Regions from separate parts of the Pan troglodytes genome. Here all the other regions are linked to region 1. The links are chromatin contacts, called in public HiChIP or PLAC-seq maps. All regions are on one chromosome and are shown on one strand. The core of a region is the stretch at or near the end of the contact, and the rest is flanking DNA. Distances in the headings are between cores, read along the strand shown. Region 1 holds the start of EIF4A1 (eukaryotic translation initiation factor 4A1). Region 2 holds the start of DLG4 (discs large MAGUK scaffold protein 4). Region 3 holds the start of DVL2 (dishevelled segment polarity protein 2). Region 4 holds the start of ELP5 (elongator acetyltransferase complex subunit 5). Region 5 holds the start of SLC2A4 (solute carrier family 2 member 4).

Region 1 (2,803 bases), core at 103-2,602:
GGCCTGCATGATGCCATCAACCTGCTCTCCCAGATCCAACTCCCACCAGCTCCCAAAAAGTACCCAAAGGAGGAGTTTCTATAAAACTGAGGCATTTGCCCCATGCAGGCAGCGGCTCAGGCCAGGCCACCCCCGACATAAGGGGGTGACCCTTTCTGAAGACAGGCTGGCAGGCGTGCCGCCGCGCTCACGGTGCCCAGAGGTGGTGCTTGCCGCCGGGTCCACGTGGGCCCGACCCAGCCGCTTAAAGCCCAAGCGCGTGCACCTCCCACCGCAGCACCAGCGCGCTGGAAGTCCCGCCCTTCACCTCCCAGATCGGAGGGTAGGACATCCCCTTCCCCCCACGTCATCCCGCCCGCGCCCTCCCCCACTCCCTCCAGCCGAAGCCCCCCCTCGCGTTGCCCGGATGTGGGAGGCCGCGGGCGGTGGCGGCCTCGCGCACAATGAGCCCAAGCCGAGCTAGCAAAGGGGGAGATTGCACAACACTTAGAAGCGAAGCAGACTGGGGGAGGGGAACGCCTCAGGCCACCATGTGCTCGCTCCCTCGACCACCCGGCGGCGTCTCCCAACCCTCCATGGAACAATCCACATCCCGCCCGCCCCCGTCGCGAAGTAGCGTCGCCCTCCCATACCTCAGGCCGCTCACCCCCGAAGGAAGGTGGACCTGCCCATCCGCAGTTTGCCAATAGCCCGGCTTGTGCGGCAAAATGGACCCGCCCGCCCGGCGCCGGGTGGGCTCCTGGTGCCTCACGCGGCCGCTCCTCGGGGTTAGGCTCAGTCCTGGCCGTCAAGAAAACCAGCACACTGAACGGCCGGTTTCTTCTCCCCGACCCGTGCTTTAGCCGCGACGAAGTGACTGGATCTAAGGACCAAGCACCCCCGCCTCTCGCGAGTGGTACCGTCAGAATGCTCCGGAACCCCGCGCGCCGTCCCTCCCCCGGCACAGGGAGGCAACCGGACCTGCCGGCTCTGGGCCACACATAGTGGCGGCCGCCTCCACCTTTCTTTCCCACGCCAGGTCGCGACCCCGTCTCGCCACTCAGCGCCGGGGCTTCGCGCATGGCACCGCCTCGGGTCGAGGCCTCGTAACAGACCTCGCACGCCTGACCCTAGCCGGGCTGTCCCTGCCCTCCGCCTCGACCTGGTGGCCGCGTCGGCCGTGGATCTTCCCCCTCGCCCCTCCAGGTCGGACCCTCCCCCCACCCGGCTCGGTTTCTCCCGCAACCCTGGTGGGCCTCTCAGCTACCCCCGGCGGGCCCGTCGGAAGGGGGCGGCAAAATAAGCAGCCACAATCTCTTGCAAATGCCTTTCTTACCGGGAATCCTGGCTCGCAGACATGATCCTTAGAAACTAGGGCGGAGTGCCCGCCTATCGACAACTTATAGAGCGCCCGACTCCGCCCCGGCCATCGCATTGGTTTGGCCGCCCCGGCCCCGCCTGCCGGCGCTCAGCAACTCGGCACGACGTTAGTTCCTAGTCGCTCCGGCCCGCAGGCACCATTGGATAACTCGAGTGCCTATCAAGGTGAAGGCCCGCCCCGCAGCCTCATTGGCTGGAGGGCCCGCCTTTCTCGCCGGTACGGAAGTGACATAGAGGAGTCAGGCCTCGAGGCCTGGCAGCCATCTTGGGGCCCTGCACTCTCACACGTGCGGAGGCGACAGTGCCTTGGTCATGTGGCTCCGTAGGCCCTATCACGCAAGGGGGGCGAGGTCTCAGCCTCCAGAGGCTTCCGGGCTCTGGGGGTTATCACTTCCCTTTACTTCTGCTCCAGGTTTCCACTGGACTCAAATTATTTGTTACTTGTTTTCCCCTGTAGCAGAGATGGATTCGACACTGCCTGGACGTGTGCCAGGGATGAAGGAATCAACAGCGATATCGTAGGGATGGGAGGATTCCCCTGGCTGGATGGTGGAGGGATGGAAGAAAACTGTAAAGGGCTTTGGGGTACTATCATGAATCCTGGTTGGTCCCCTCCCCAGTCCCTTGTGTCCAGTTCCCCAGCTTCCCTCTCGGATGCCCTTATTCTTGAGGCTTATCTACTTTCCCTCCTTCCTGCTCTCTGCTCCCATCTGGGGGACTTGTTTGGGTGAAGACAAGGTGTTGGCAGTGCCTGAGCCAGGGATGGAAAGCTGAACCCTTTAGTCTCAAGAGCCTGGCTGGAAGGTCTGAGCTAAGCATATCCACTAATTTGAAGCCCCTTAAGGAAGACCACCACTTACGTATCAACAAAGGATCCTTTATTGACCAGAGCAGGACCGTGGCATTTATATATATATATATATATATAAAAAAAAAAGTTTGAAGATCTGGCAGGCAGTGATCCTATTGTCCGCCCACCACCCCCAGCACTGATTTCCTGCTCCCTGCACAGGGAAGGGGGAGGATGACTGCTCCACCCAGGCCACAGGGCCACACTCCCCTGCAAACAGAGGAAGAAAGGGGCTTTTCTGTAGCCACCCCCTGCACATCAGAAATCAACAAGTATTCTCTCAAAGAAAAAAAAATACAGAAATTGAAACATTTAAATATGAAAAACCAAAGGGAAGTGAGTGGGAAGAGGCAAGAGAGGAAAGGAACTGGAGTTTCTTGGGAAGGGACTCCCATGTCTCCCTTCCCATTTATGGGCTTGGGGTCTGGGGTACGAGGCTCACACAGTGAGTTTGCAGTGACACAGCTCCTTGTAGATCTGCCGACGAAGTTTGGGCATGTCCTGCTGGGTGAAGCTGAATGGCTGAGACAGGGCCAGATGCTTGCAGTACTGGGTGTTAACAAAGCAGGCCATGAGAAACCCCCCGTGTCAGGA
Region 2 (2,803 bases), core at 101-2,600, 360 kb after region 1:
CGGACCACCGCTCCCACACCCCCTTGCCAAGGCTGCGGTGACTTACCTGAGCGGCACCCCCGGCATAGGGCCGCCGGGCAGGGCCGGGCCGGGGCTGCCCCAGGAGCGCCGTGAGCCGCGAGCTGTGGGGAGTGGGGGTTCAGTCCCGGCCCGGTGCCCAGGGCCGCTGCCCACCGTCCCTCTTGTCACACACAGACCTTCCGCCCCCGAGCCTCAGCAGCTGCCGCCCCAAGCTCGCGGCCATCCGAGCCGCCTGCATCTCCGAATCTCTCCGGGCGCCGCTGGCTCGAGTTCTGACCCAGCTCTGGCGTCCTGCACGCCCAAGTCCTGGCGTCCTGCACGCCCAAGTCCTGGCGCCCCTAGCCCTGACTCATCGTCCACAGTGCACCGGGCGGCGGACGGTTGCGGGCCCCGGGGCATGCTGGGAGCTGTAGTTCCCTGGAGCCCGGCCCTGCGTTCCGCTGACTTAGAGGGATCTCCAAGCGTCCCTCGTCTCCTCCAAACTCCTTAATCCTGCCCGTCCGACCTAGAGTCTAGACCTCCGACGGGGTGATGGGATAGGATGGGACAGAAGAGGAAGGGGCTTAAGTCACTGCAGCCAGAGGGATGGAGGTGGACTGAAGGGAGGGCTTCTCCGGTGGGGTTAGAAGGGAAAAGTAGGGAAAGAGAAGTGTAAGGTAGATGGCAGAGGTAGAGACATGGAAAGACAGACTCTAGGGTTCCTGATGAAATCTATCTCGGCCAACACAAAAGGGAGGGTACAGTGGTGGGGGGCACCCAAGCTAGGGTGTGAGTACCCTAAGTGTATTCTTCTGAGATGTAGGCCATTTCACTAACTCTTGGAACAGCTACAGTTTCACAGTAGGAAGACCCCCCCCAGATTCACTGCCCCTCCCTTAATAAAGCCTCTGAGACCTTCCTGAACATTCCCTTCTGTCTCTGCCCTCTGTTCCTTCCAGAGACCATGTGCCCAGGCAGATGGATTCCTCCCGGGCCTGAGAGGAACTGCAGGAATTCTCCTGCCTCTTACCCGTAAAACCCCAACTTCTCTAGCCCTAGGTCAGGAAGTCCCAAACAATTTCTACCCCTCTTTCTGCAATTCTCATTGGGGTGAGAGGAGGCCCAGGAGGAGAGAGAGCTGGGCTCAGCTTCTTTTTGAGCTGCTGGAGCCCTCTGTGAGGAGGCCCTCTTTGCTGGCTTCTCAGGAGAGTGTGGCTAGGTTCTGCCTGCCTATGGGAAGAGGGGGCCAGGGTGTGTGGAGCAAGATGGTGGCGGCGCTGGTGCCTTGGGACCTGGGGGAATGGGACAGCTGGTCGGCTCAGAGACGGCCTACTTTACTCACAGCTGGAATTTAGTGGGGAGAAGCAGCTCAACTCCAATCCTGGAGGATTAGGGAGATTAAAGTGAGAGAAGAGAGAGATGTCCCAGAGACCAAGAGGTGAAAAACAGGGCTCCTTGTGGAGGGGAGGTCTGGGAGCGAAGTGGGGGGCTGGGGCTCGGAGATCCTTCTCCCCAAATCTTTCCATAGGGGCTGGGGTGAAGGGCACAGTCTGGGGAGATGAAGTGACAGTGTGTTCATCTTCCTGTGTTGGCGTCTTCCCTGTCCCAATTCTTGCATCTCACTAGCTCCCAGGTCAGCCCTCTGGCTCCTGGCACCCCCACTGCTGCGGTGGGCACCCCCCCTCCTCACAGTGCTGCATAGCGACCTCTTCCAGGCCTTGCTGGGTGAGTAGCCCGTTTTCTGAGGGACCTGGGCCTCCAAGGGCCATTACTGAACTTCGGGGGCTGTTTGGGAGCCCGGAGATCATTTGGTCCAAGCTGGAGCACCATGCAGGGTCCTGCCTATGGTGTCCTCCATGAGTGTGGACCAGCCTTGGCTGAAAGGGCTCCTCCCTTGCCAGCCAGCCAGCAGCGGTGATGACAGGGGTGATGTGCCTGGAGAGGCCTGGGGTGGGGAGGTAACTCAGTTCTGTTCCTGTGACAGACATCCTGGACTATTATGAGGCTTCCCTCTCAGAGAGTCAGGTAAGGAGGTGGGGGCGAGCGCCTAACTTCCTGAGGGGCAGGCAGGGCTGGAGGGGTGAGCCAAATATCGCTAATATTACCTGGAAACTTGGGGGCCCTGCTGACAAAAGCCTGAGTCGGTGGCCCAGGGACTTGGGGCACCGAGAATGCACTCTCTGTGGTCCTGTACCCACTCTCCCTTTCTTCCTTGTTTTCTTTGGCTGCCCCAGTTTCAGGCACTAAAGAGTCTAGGGCTTAACTTTTTAGGTTTCCCCCTGAGAAACCTGAGGGAGAACTAGGCCCCCAGGGATTGCCTCCTTCAGCTCCTCCCTCACACCCGACCCCCTACCGCCTGCCGAGAGGCCTCCCTCCCGTATTCAAATAACCGTGGGTGCTCCCAGCCCAACTATAGATGCTTCCTTCTCTAAGAAATGAAATCCAGCCTCATCGTCTTTGCTGTCATCGCTGGTGGCTGGCCAGGTCTCCATGTTTGCCTCAGGGCCTCTGTGCTTCTGCTTCTATCTCCTTTCCCGTTATCCGGGTTCCTGCCAGCACAGAAGGAGTTAACTCTGCCAAGGCACCCCCCCCATTCTGGCTCCTAGCTCCCTCCCTCCCTCCCCCTGCTTCCTCTCTCCTCCTCTCTCCCCTTCCCTCTTCGGCTCCACGGCTCCCTCGGCCGCTGCCGTTTCCAACCCCCCCACCCCACTCCCCCGCCACGGCCCCTAGCCCCTGGCCGTTTGGCAAGACCCCCCCCTACCCCGGGGCTCCCCGAAATCCAGTTCCCCTCCCCCACCCCAGC
Region 3 (2,803 bases), core at 167-2,666, 340 kb after region 1:
CGCTCTTACCCCCGTGCCCCTTTCCCAGGGGGACCTCTCCCATCCTCCTCGAAAGAAGGACCGAAAGAACCGAAAGTTGGGGCCAGGAGCTGGGGCTGGCTTTGGGGTGCTTCGGAGGCCTCGGCCAACTCCTGGGGATGGGGAAAAGAGATCTCGAATCAAGAAGAGCAAGAAGCGGAAGTTAAAAAAGGCAGAACGGGGGGATAGACTCCCACCTCCTGGGCCTCCCCAGGCACCCCCCAGTGATACAGACTCTGAAGAGGAGGAGGAAGAAGAGGAAGAGGAAGAAGAAGAAGAGATGGCAACAGTGGTAGGGGGTGAAGCCCCAGTCCCTGTGCTGCCAACACCCCCTGAGGCTCCTAGGCCCCCTGCCACAGTGCACCCTGAAGGAGTCCCTCCTGCTGACAGTGAAAGCAAGGAGGTGGGCAGCACTGAAACAAGCCAAGATGGAGATGCCAGCTCCAGTGAAGGCGAGATGCGGGTCATGGACGAGGACATCATGGTAGAATCAGGTGAGAGGTTTGGGCTGGGGCGAGGGGTTTGAGGGTGTTGTGGATCCAACAGCTCAGGCAGAATACCAGACAAACCTTTTTTTCCCCAGGTGATGACTCATGGGATCTGATCACATGTTACTGTCGAAAGCCCTTTGCAGGGCGGCCCATGATTGAGTGCAGCCTGTGTGGGACGTGGATCCACCTCTCCTGTGCTAAGATTAAGAAGACCAACGTCCCCGACTTCTTTTATTGCCAGAAATGCAAGGAACTGAGGCCAGAGGCCCGGCGGTTAGGGGGGCCTCCCAAATCTGGAGAGCCCTGATGGCACCAACTTTAGCCTGGAACTTCCAAATGACAACATGATTTGGGAACTGAGCCTCAGGGTCCTCAGCCTATCCCCTGGAGCTTGGATACTGTCTGCACTTCAAGGCAGGAATTCCCAAGGGAGACTTGTTTGAAAATGAGTGTCTCACTTTCCTACCCTATCCTTCCTCCCCACTCTGTGGACTTGAAATTGAACCCATTACGGTTGGGGATGGGAGGCTGTCTGTGTCCCGACACATAATCTCTGTCTCTTGGACCTGCCACCATCACTTTCTGGGTCAGGATTGGAATTGGGATGGAATGGGACAGTTGTCTATAAAACTCTAGTGTAAATATTAGCACTCCCCTCCCTCATCTTTTCTTCTATTTCACTCCCCATTTATTTTCTTCTACACCGGTTGTATTTTTAATTTTGGACTTCCCCTATTGGGCATGGCAGCTCAAAGGTGGAGTACTAGAGCCTGGCCAAGTGAGGAAGGAAAGCAGAAAGGTGACGATTCTCACTCACCTCTTTTGTTTTTAATAATATTGGCCGCTGTTTGTACAGACAGCCTGCGTGTTGTAAATAAAGCAGAGTGGGCTCTTTTGTGTTTATAGCCCTCACTGTCCTGCTCGGGAGGGAGGCTTTGGTGGCTGAAGACCAGCTGGAGGTGGGGCTGAAACCCACCTCTCAAAGTCCAATCTGAAGATATCACAGCACTGGGCCTTTCCCACCCCAAGACAAGTAAGCCACCTTAGAGCTTTCATTGTATTTGGCCCTCCCCACTCGAGTCTAGGAACCCCCACGGTCCCCACCTTCACTCCCTGCACGCGCACTCCTGCGGGTCAGAGTTGCTTCGTGCTCCATCGTGGGTGGGGTAAAGCGAGGTGGGAGCCGATGGTCCGCTTCCTGAAGGCACAGGCCAGCTTAGCCTGGGTGCTCAGAGGACCTCGGCTTGGGTACACGTTTGGGGGCTGGGAGACCGTTGCTGAAGGCAGCGATCATGTGGCGGGGGCACTAGGCGGAGTCAGGCGGTCACGTGATTGGGATGGGATCACGTGACGGAGGGCGGCTGAGGAGCGCGGGGTGGGCGCCTTTAAGTCACGTGACATGAGGAGAGGTGGGCGGGGACCTGGCGGACGCTCGCGGCGTCGGTGGCGGTGGCGCGCGGCGGCCGCTGAGACCGGGGCTTTGAGTCGCACCCCGCGGCCCGCCCCCCGCCGCCACCCTCGCAGATCCGTGCTTTTTTCCCTTTGCTTCTCTCCCGTACTGGGTCAGTCCTGTCCGCGCTCGCGCGTCGGTTTGCGGGTGTGCGCAGGCGCGGCAGGGGCCATTAGCCCCTTGGGTGGGCGGTGGAGCCCGGGAGCGCGCGGGCGAGACCATGGCGGGTAGCAGCACTGGGGGCGGTGGGGTTGGGGAGACGAAGGTGATTTACCACCTGGATGAGGAAGAGACTCCCTACCTGGTGAAGATCCCTGTCCCCGCCGAGCGCATCACCCTCGGCGATTTCAAGAGCGTCCTGCAGCGGCCCGCGGGCGCCAAGTACTTTTTCAAGTCTATGGATCAGGATTTCGGGTGAGCGCAAGGCCTAGATAGGACCGGCGGGGGCTTTGCTAGAGTGGATTGGGCGACATGGAGGGGCACACATCTACTTTGGGCCACACTGGGATTTTCTGGCCTATGGTGGAGCAGATTGTACTATGCTGAGGTAGGTTGACTATCCCAGGATGGACAAGGTTATGCTTGGATAGATTGAGGCACACGGACAGACTAGGATATCCTAAACCAGATTAGACAAGATTAGGCTTTACTGGAATAGGTGGGGGCATACTGGTTTATTTTGGAGTATTCTAGTCTGTACTGAGTAAATTGATCCATTGTCTGGTTGTTTAGTACGTTCTCAGGAGTCCTGTAACGCCTGTAATCCCAGCACTTTGGGAGGCTGAGGCGGGCGGATCACGAGGTCAGGAGATCGAGACCATCTGGCTAACACGGCGAAACCCCA
Region 4 (2,803 bases), core at 104-2,603, 320 kb after region 1:
TGCGCTTGTTGTAAAGAAATTTCCTTAGCAATATAGGTCTCAAATTTAATCAAATCTCTTCCAACTGGTACTTACCGATTGTTGATATCAGAGTCAAAACCTTCACGAAACTCTTCCTCGCTCACTTCACAGCCCAGGATATGCACTTGCTCCCCACTAAGGCAGAGATGAGAAGGGATTGTCAAAGAGTGGGCACAGGTGCCCTATCCAGGGTAGGCCGGGGAGACACTGTGGGATACTCACCACAGTGCAGATTTCTTGACAAGCGCCTTCAAGAGACTGCGCCCCTCCCACTCCACGGAATCTGCAGAGCGAGGGACGGATAAAGAGTATGAGAGCGCTGGGATTACCGCCTTCGCGAACCCGTCGCGATTTCCACACCTAGCCTGTGACCCCTGGCCCTTCCTGCCCACTTCCGTCCCCTCAGCCAGGCCCGAACCGCACCCCCCCCCCCCCCACACCGTGCCTCTGGCTCTCACCCCGAAGCAGCACCAGGCCGCCCAAGGCCAACAGCGAGTCCAACATCTCCAACTCGCGTCCGGTCCCTGCTCTGGCGCCCTCTGATGGCGTCATGACCCAGTGTCCCGCCCCCTCGGGGTGAAACGGGCGGAGGACTCGGGCGTCCTCCCACCATTAAGACCTAACATAGTCTGGAATGAGAGGTGATTATGTTCAATATTCCCAGGGGAGCGCTCACGCGGAGGGCCCCCGTCCCCGAGCCCTGGCGCACAGTCGTGCGGACAACGACCCCGTCTACATTTTCACTGTGACCGGGGCGGGAAGAGCAGTGACGGCAGTTGTCAGTGGGAGGGGGAGGAGGACCCACAAGCCCCCCGCGAGGGCCCTAAGCGCGGGGCCAAGTGCCGTCACTCGCCCCGCCCACGCAGCTTGAGGCGGGGCCTGCTTCGCCTCAGGCCCCGCCCCGCGGCCACCTTCTGCGCGTGCGCAATACTGCAGCCTCGTTTGGAGTGCTTTTGGCTTTCCTTATACCTACCCCCCATAGACCGCGCAGGAGGAACTTAGTCCCGGTGAAGCGAATACACGTCACCACCGGAAGTAGTGTCAAAGGGGAAGAGGAGGGGGAAAGACAGGAAGAGGGAGTCCTTTGGACGGTAAAATGGCGCCTGTCAGAGTGGGAAACCCAGCTGCAGAGGCTGCAGCCCCGCTCCCCAGCGGCTAAAGGACCCCCGAGCTCGGGGAGGGGGAGGCCGCTCCGGCCCAGCGCTCCGCGCCCTCCGGCTCCCCCTCCCCCTCCTTCCCTGCTCCTTCGCTCTGCCCGCCCGTTCTCCGCTGCCGCGGCCCTTTGCGCGCCGCTGCCCCCGCCCTCCCCGTTCCTGCGGGCAGCCCCCTAGCGCGCCTGCGCAGCGGGCCACTCTCCGCTTTCCCCCCCTCCCCCTCCCTTTTCCCTTCCTCCCTTTTCCCTAGCCCCCTCCCCCACTGCCCCCTCCCCCAATTATCCTTCCCCTTCCCTCCTGGTCTCCGAGGACCCCATCCTAGCCCTACCTGTCTCGGCCCGCAACCTCCCCGAAGCCGTCGGTGCCACTCCCAGCCCATGTGGGCCCCCGCGGGCTGCCCACGCCAGTCCCCCAGCTCCCTGTTCCGCTGGGCTTTCCCCTCGCCAGGGGTGGCTTTCTGAGCCGCCCGCTCCGTGCCCCTCTCTGCAGCCTCTCCTGCCACTCGGGGCCCCCGTTCCCCCTCCCGGCGGCGGGGGGCTGCCCCCGGGGGGCTGGCGGAGCTGGGCCGCGGGGGCCCCGGGGCCGGCGGTGCCGGGGTCATCGGGATGATGCGGACGCAGTGTCTGCTGGGGCTGCGCACGTTCGTGGCCTTCGCCGCCAAGCTCTGGAGCTTCTTCATTTACCTTTTGCGGAGGCAGATCCGCACGGTGAGCCAGGGTGGGCGCTGGCGGTGTTGAGGACGTCTGTCCGTGGTGCTCAGGGGTTTTCGGAGTGTCGGGCCTCTGTTTGGGCCTAGGAAGGGAATCCTGGCTGGGGCTTTTCTCGCCAGAGAATTGGGCACCCTAAGCGGGGCGAGGTGGGAGACCCTTGTAATAGAACCTTGCCCTTGGGGGTTTTGATGGAGCTAGATGGGTCAGGATTTGGCAACTCTTGGGGGCTAAGGTGGTGGGTGGGGCGCTGTTTAAGAAAGCTGGAGTTGTTGCTAAAGAAACCAAGAGGCGGGGAACACCTGTTTGATGACAGCCGGATCTGTGGATGGGGGCTTGGGAAAGACCCTATTTGGAACCTCGGTGTGTGTTTGGTCCCATAACAAGGAAGAGACAGACTTGTGTGTCAAGGGTGGAGGTGGGTGGGAGGGCATACGTTACAAACAAGGACTGGAACTTGGGAAAGCCCTGGATGTGAAGGAGAAACGCCTGCGGTTCCCATTAAGAGAATTCCTTCAAAAAGGCTGTGAAAATTTATTTCATAGTGTGAGTGTAGGTATCTGGATTTATTGAAGACTAAAGCAGATGCTTTTACGATGGGCCTCTTTAATTGTGGGAGGGAGTTCAAGGTGGGTGCTGTGCCCACCATTGAAGTTTGGGTGTCCCTGTCAGAGGACAGCGCTGGGCAGTTGTAGGGCTTGAAAACGAGGACGTTTGCTTCTCCAGGAGAGCCTAGCATTCTGAGGGAAACTGTCCGGATGGACCCAAGCATCTCTGGGTCCCCTCCCCCTTAGCTTTTCTCCAAGGTCAGAGGTCCTTCAGCTAACAGCACTTTAAATGAATGTGCTCTTGTGGTCTCACCACCACCAGGGAGAATCCTCGGAAGGAGTCTGGGGAGAATTTAGTAAGCGGAGACACAGG
Region 5 (2,803 bases), core at 127-2,626, 290 kb after region 1:
GTCCATAAGGCAGAGAAATGTTTGAGAACTTGTCTCAAAATTCTTCTGTGACCTTGAGACAGGCTTGGCCTTAAGAGCTCAGATTTGTGTGACCTTGGCCAAGTCACTTCCCTGCCCCGAACCTGAGTGTCCTCTGTGAGATGGGGGTGATGTTGCCTGCCTTGCCTACCTATCTGTGAGAGTGTTGTGAAAATCAACATCACATGTTAACAATATCCTTGACAGTGCTGGTTTCATAAATTAACACGTGCATTATTATCATCAGCCACTGTCCTCTTCCCTCCCCTCTGGGGGTTCTGTCAGCCAGCTCCAGGAGGCCCCCAACAGGACCAAGAAGTGCTGTTCCAGAAAGGACATCCCGGTCATCTAGGGGTGGCCTTCTCTATCTACGTCGTGGCCTGCCCTCCCCCTCTAACCTCCGTGCAGGGAGGGCGGTCCAGGGGTTCTGCCTGGGAGAGCCATGCCCAGGGGAGGAGGGCAGGAAGGTGGTGTGAGGGGCGGTGGCAGTGGTGGCCGCTCGCTGGCGGCACAGAATGTCTCCAAGCGGAAACCTGAGCTGGGGGAGGGGGGGCTGACAGTCCCCTCTGCCCCTCCACCAACCATGGGGCCAAGGGAAAGTTCAGCGTCCTGGAGGGCGGCCAGGAGTGGGGGTGGGGGCCCACGGAGAGCCTCCGGTCCTCGAAACACTGCCCGTGAGCGAAGACGGACGGACAGCTCCCGGAGGGCAAGACCCGCCTGGATCTGCTTTCCCGAGTCGGATCGAGGGCAGGGTGTCCCCGATTCCGGAGCGCCGCGCCGCCTACTAGGCAAGGGGGTGAACCCTGGCTCGCAGAATCCACTTGCTGCCTGTGCCCCGAAAGGCCCTCCAGACCCGCTCTGCCTTTTGGTAGAATTGGAATCTCACAGTCACGAGTTGTCCAGGCCGGGTATAAATAGCCAGCCCCCTACCTTCACCCCCTGCGCCTGCGCAGGAACCACCCCCAGCTGACCCCAACCGCGACCCCAGCCCAAGAAAAGCGGGACCCGTGCCCCCCCGCCCCGCCCCCTCATGATGAATCCTACTTCGGAGCCTATCTGTTGGAAGCCCGACGGCATCTCGTCTTAGAAGAGCTGGACGCGCAGGGGCGGCGAAGATGAAAGAACCGATCCGGGAGTCTCTGACCCCGGCCTGGCGCGCAGAACCTGCGGAGGCCGCGGGGGTCCCGGAGTGACGTGCGAGGGCGGGCCCGATGGGACCCACAGCCACAAGCCAAGGACCCAGAGAGCAGTGGGGCTCCCGCGGATCTGGTGGAGCGGGGCTGGGGGAAAAGACGCGAGGAGCCCCCGCCACCTCGCTCCTGCCCCCGCGGGCCACGCCCTTCACAGCACCCATTGGCCAGGAGCCCGCACACCCCAGAAGGCCACGCCCCCTCCGCCTGGGGTTTAGAGTTTGGCTGGAGTTGGTGGGGCGGGGCAGTGAGGCCACGCCCCTCCGCGTGGCTGGCGAGACACGCCTCTCGGGTTCCCGCCAGCCTCCGACTGGGAAGTTTTGAGAAAAGAGTCCCTGGAACAAAAGGCCCCGCCCACCCACGTGTTGGGACTCCGCCCACCAGCTAGGATCCCGGGCTGCAGAAGCATCTTAAACTCTGCGGGTCTGGACAGTGGGGTCTGAGAGGAGAGGACGGGCCAGGTGTACTTGCCCCGGGGAAACTCCAGCGGCCTGAGACCGCTCGCGAGCCGGCGCGCGGGTTGGGAGAGGAGCAATGCCCCAAAGTAACCCGGGGCTGCTATTTTTAGCTCCCACGTTGGGAGCCTCCAAATGTCAGGTCCCGGGCGTCCCGGCCTGTCCCAGGCGGGGGCGGAGAGACAGGGAGATGACGCCTTAAAGGGTCCGCGACATGCTTCCCACGCGAGTGTGGCCCTGGGGGCCAGGAAATTCCGTTCCCACAACGGGTCTGGTGGCCGGGCTGCTTGGTCCTGTCTTTCAGTGCCTCCCTGCTCCGGGCACTGTCTATCCCGCCCTTCCCCTACACACATTCCCCAGGTTGGTTCCTGGAGCCGGTCCGAGGGACAAGTGGTCACACCAACCACACCACCAGCCCTGAGGTCTCTGAGCCTCTGAGGTCTCTGAGCATATGCTGGCCGCGTGAACGACACGCTCTCTGGAGGCTGCTCCGGGTTTGGATCCTCGGCCAAATTCTGCCAGGCAGAAAGTGCGCGACCTAGGGTCGGCGTGTGGGGAGAGAGAACCCGAAATACCCAGAGCGTGGCGAGTGTCTGGCTCAGAAAACGGGCTTCGGAAGCGCAGGGTTGTGCTGCCACCTGGAGGGAGAGCGAGGAGCCGCAGTGGATTGCACTTGGAATCTCAACCCACTATCTCTCGCCTTTCCGCCACCCTAAGGCTTCAGTGACATCTAACCCAGGCCCTTCTCTGGAGCTGCAGATCCAGGTGTTCGTTACCGCCCGGATGTGGCAGCTCTAGTGATCAGCATGTCCAAACCTGCTCCTCCTCCTAACTTCCTTATTTCAATGAATTACCCGCCCAGTCACCCCTATGGTAGAAGTCATGCTCGATTCCTCCTGTCCTGCGCCGCTCTCCTCGTTTATCCAGTTAGTTTCCAACATTGGTGCTTTAACCTCCAAAACTCTCTCGCATTCATCCGATATTCTCCGTGGCGGCTGCCACTTCAGTCCAGATCACCATCACCCTCACTGGTCTTCCTGCTCCTCTTATTTCCTTTATGACGAGGGCAGAGAACAATTTTCCAAGGTCCAATCTCATCTCTCAAGCAAGAAGTCACTGTCTGTGTTGCCCCAATTGCCA

The links. HiChIP or PLAC-seq counts read pairs in DNA pulled down with a chosen protein or histone mark.
Region 2: an H3K4me3 HiChIP or PLAC-seq map of stem cell-derived excitatory neurons shows a contact between it and region 1, with 2.6 times the contacts expected there. The contact joins the promoter of DLG4 here to the promoter of EIF4A1 in region 1. A contact is called at or near these places in 1 of 7 Hi-C or Micro-C datasets (stem cell-derived neural progenitor cells) and 1 of 1 datasets of contacts at active chromatin or transcription factors (stem cell-derived excitatory neurons).
Region 3: a contact with region 1 is called in an H3K4me3 HiChIP or PLAC-seq map of stem cell-derived excitatory neurons, with 4 times the contacts expected there. The contact joins the promoter of DVL2 here to the promoter of EIF4A1 in region 1. A contact is called at or near these places in 1 of 7 Hi-C or Micro-C datasets (stem cell-derived neural progenitor cells) and 1 of 1 datasets of contacts at active chromatin or transcription factors (stem cell-derived excitatory neurons).
Region 4: an H3K4me3 HiChIP or PLAC-seq map of stem cell-derived excitatory neurons shows a contact between it and region 1, with 6 times the contacts expected there. The contact joins the promoter of ELP5 here to the promoter of EIF4A1 in region 1. A contact is called at or near these places in 1 of 7 Hi-C or Micro-C datasets (stem cell-derived neural progenitor cells) and 1 of 1 datasets of contacts at active chromatin or transcription factors (stem cell-derived excitatory neurons).
Region 5: a contact with region 1 is called in an H3K4me3 HiChIP or PLAC-seq map of stem cell-derived excitatory neurons, with 4 times the contacts expected there. The contact joins the promoter of SLC2A4 here to the promoter of EIF4A1 in region 1. A contact is called at or near these places in 1 of 7 Hi-C or Micro-C datasets (stem cell-derived neural progenitor cells) and 1 of 1 datasets of contacts at active chromatin or transcription factors (stem cell-derived excitatory neurons).

Annotation. Positions count from the first base shown.
Region 1 is chr19:18,083,542-18,086,344 of NHGRI_mPanTro3-v2.0_pri, reverse strand. It overlaps EIF4A1 (eukaryotic translation initiation factor 4A1), which reads right to left and starts at 1,352. Exons shown (of 11, transcript NM_001098575.1): 1 at 1,316-1,352. The coding sequence starts at 1,338. SENP3 (SUMO specific peptidase 3) reads right to left here. Exons shown (of 11, transcript NM_001205128.4): 11 at 2,216-2,758. The coding sequence ends at 2,648.
Region 2 is chr19:17,727,468-17,730,270 of NHGRI_mPanTro3-v2.0_pri, reverse strand. DLG4 (discs large MAGUK scaffold protein 4) reads left to right here and starts at 1,350. Exons shown (of 21, transcript XR_010153192.1): 1 at 1,350-1,438; 2 at 1,627-1,725; 3 at 1,985-2,025. It overlaps ACADVL (acyl-CoA dehydrogenase very long chain), which reads right to left and starts at 423. Exons shown (of 20, transcript XM_016931411.3): 1 at 198-423; 2 at 47-122. The coding sequence starts at 259.
Region 3 is chr19:17,743,667-17,746,469 of NHGRI_mPanTro3-v2.0_pri, reverse strand. It overlaps DVL2 (dishevelled segment polarity protein 2), which reads left to right and starts at 1,416. Exons shown (of 15, transcript XM_009431731.4): 1 at 1,416-2,373. The coding sequence starts at 2,180. PHF23 (PHD finger protein 23) reads left to right here. Exons shown (of 5, transcript XM_016931415.3): 4 at 1-512; 5 at 602-1,404. The coding sequence ends at 816.
Region 4 is chr19:17,760,211-17,763,013 of NHGRI_mPanTro3-v2.0_pri, reverse strand. ELP5 (elongator acetyltransferase complex subunit 5) reads right to left here and starts at 1,353. Exons shown (of 9, transcript XM_016931417.4): 1 at 995-1,353; 2 at 480-650; 3 at 244-304; 4 at 76-156. The coding sequence starts at 573. CTDNEP1 (CTD nuclear envelope phosphatase 1) reads left to right here and starts at 1,445. Exons shown (of 9, transcript XM_016931418.4): 1 at 1,445-1,882. The coding sequence starts at 1,781.
Region 5 is chr19:17,791,076-17,793,878 of NHGRI_mPanTro3-v2.0_pri, reverse strand. SLC2A4 (solute carrier family 2 member 4) reads right to left here and starts at 1,376. Exons shown (of 11, transcript XM_024350204.3): 1 at 1,063-1,376. The coding sequence starts at 1,095.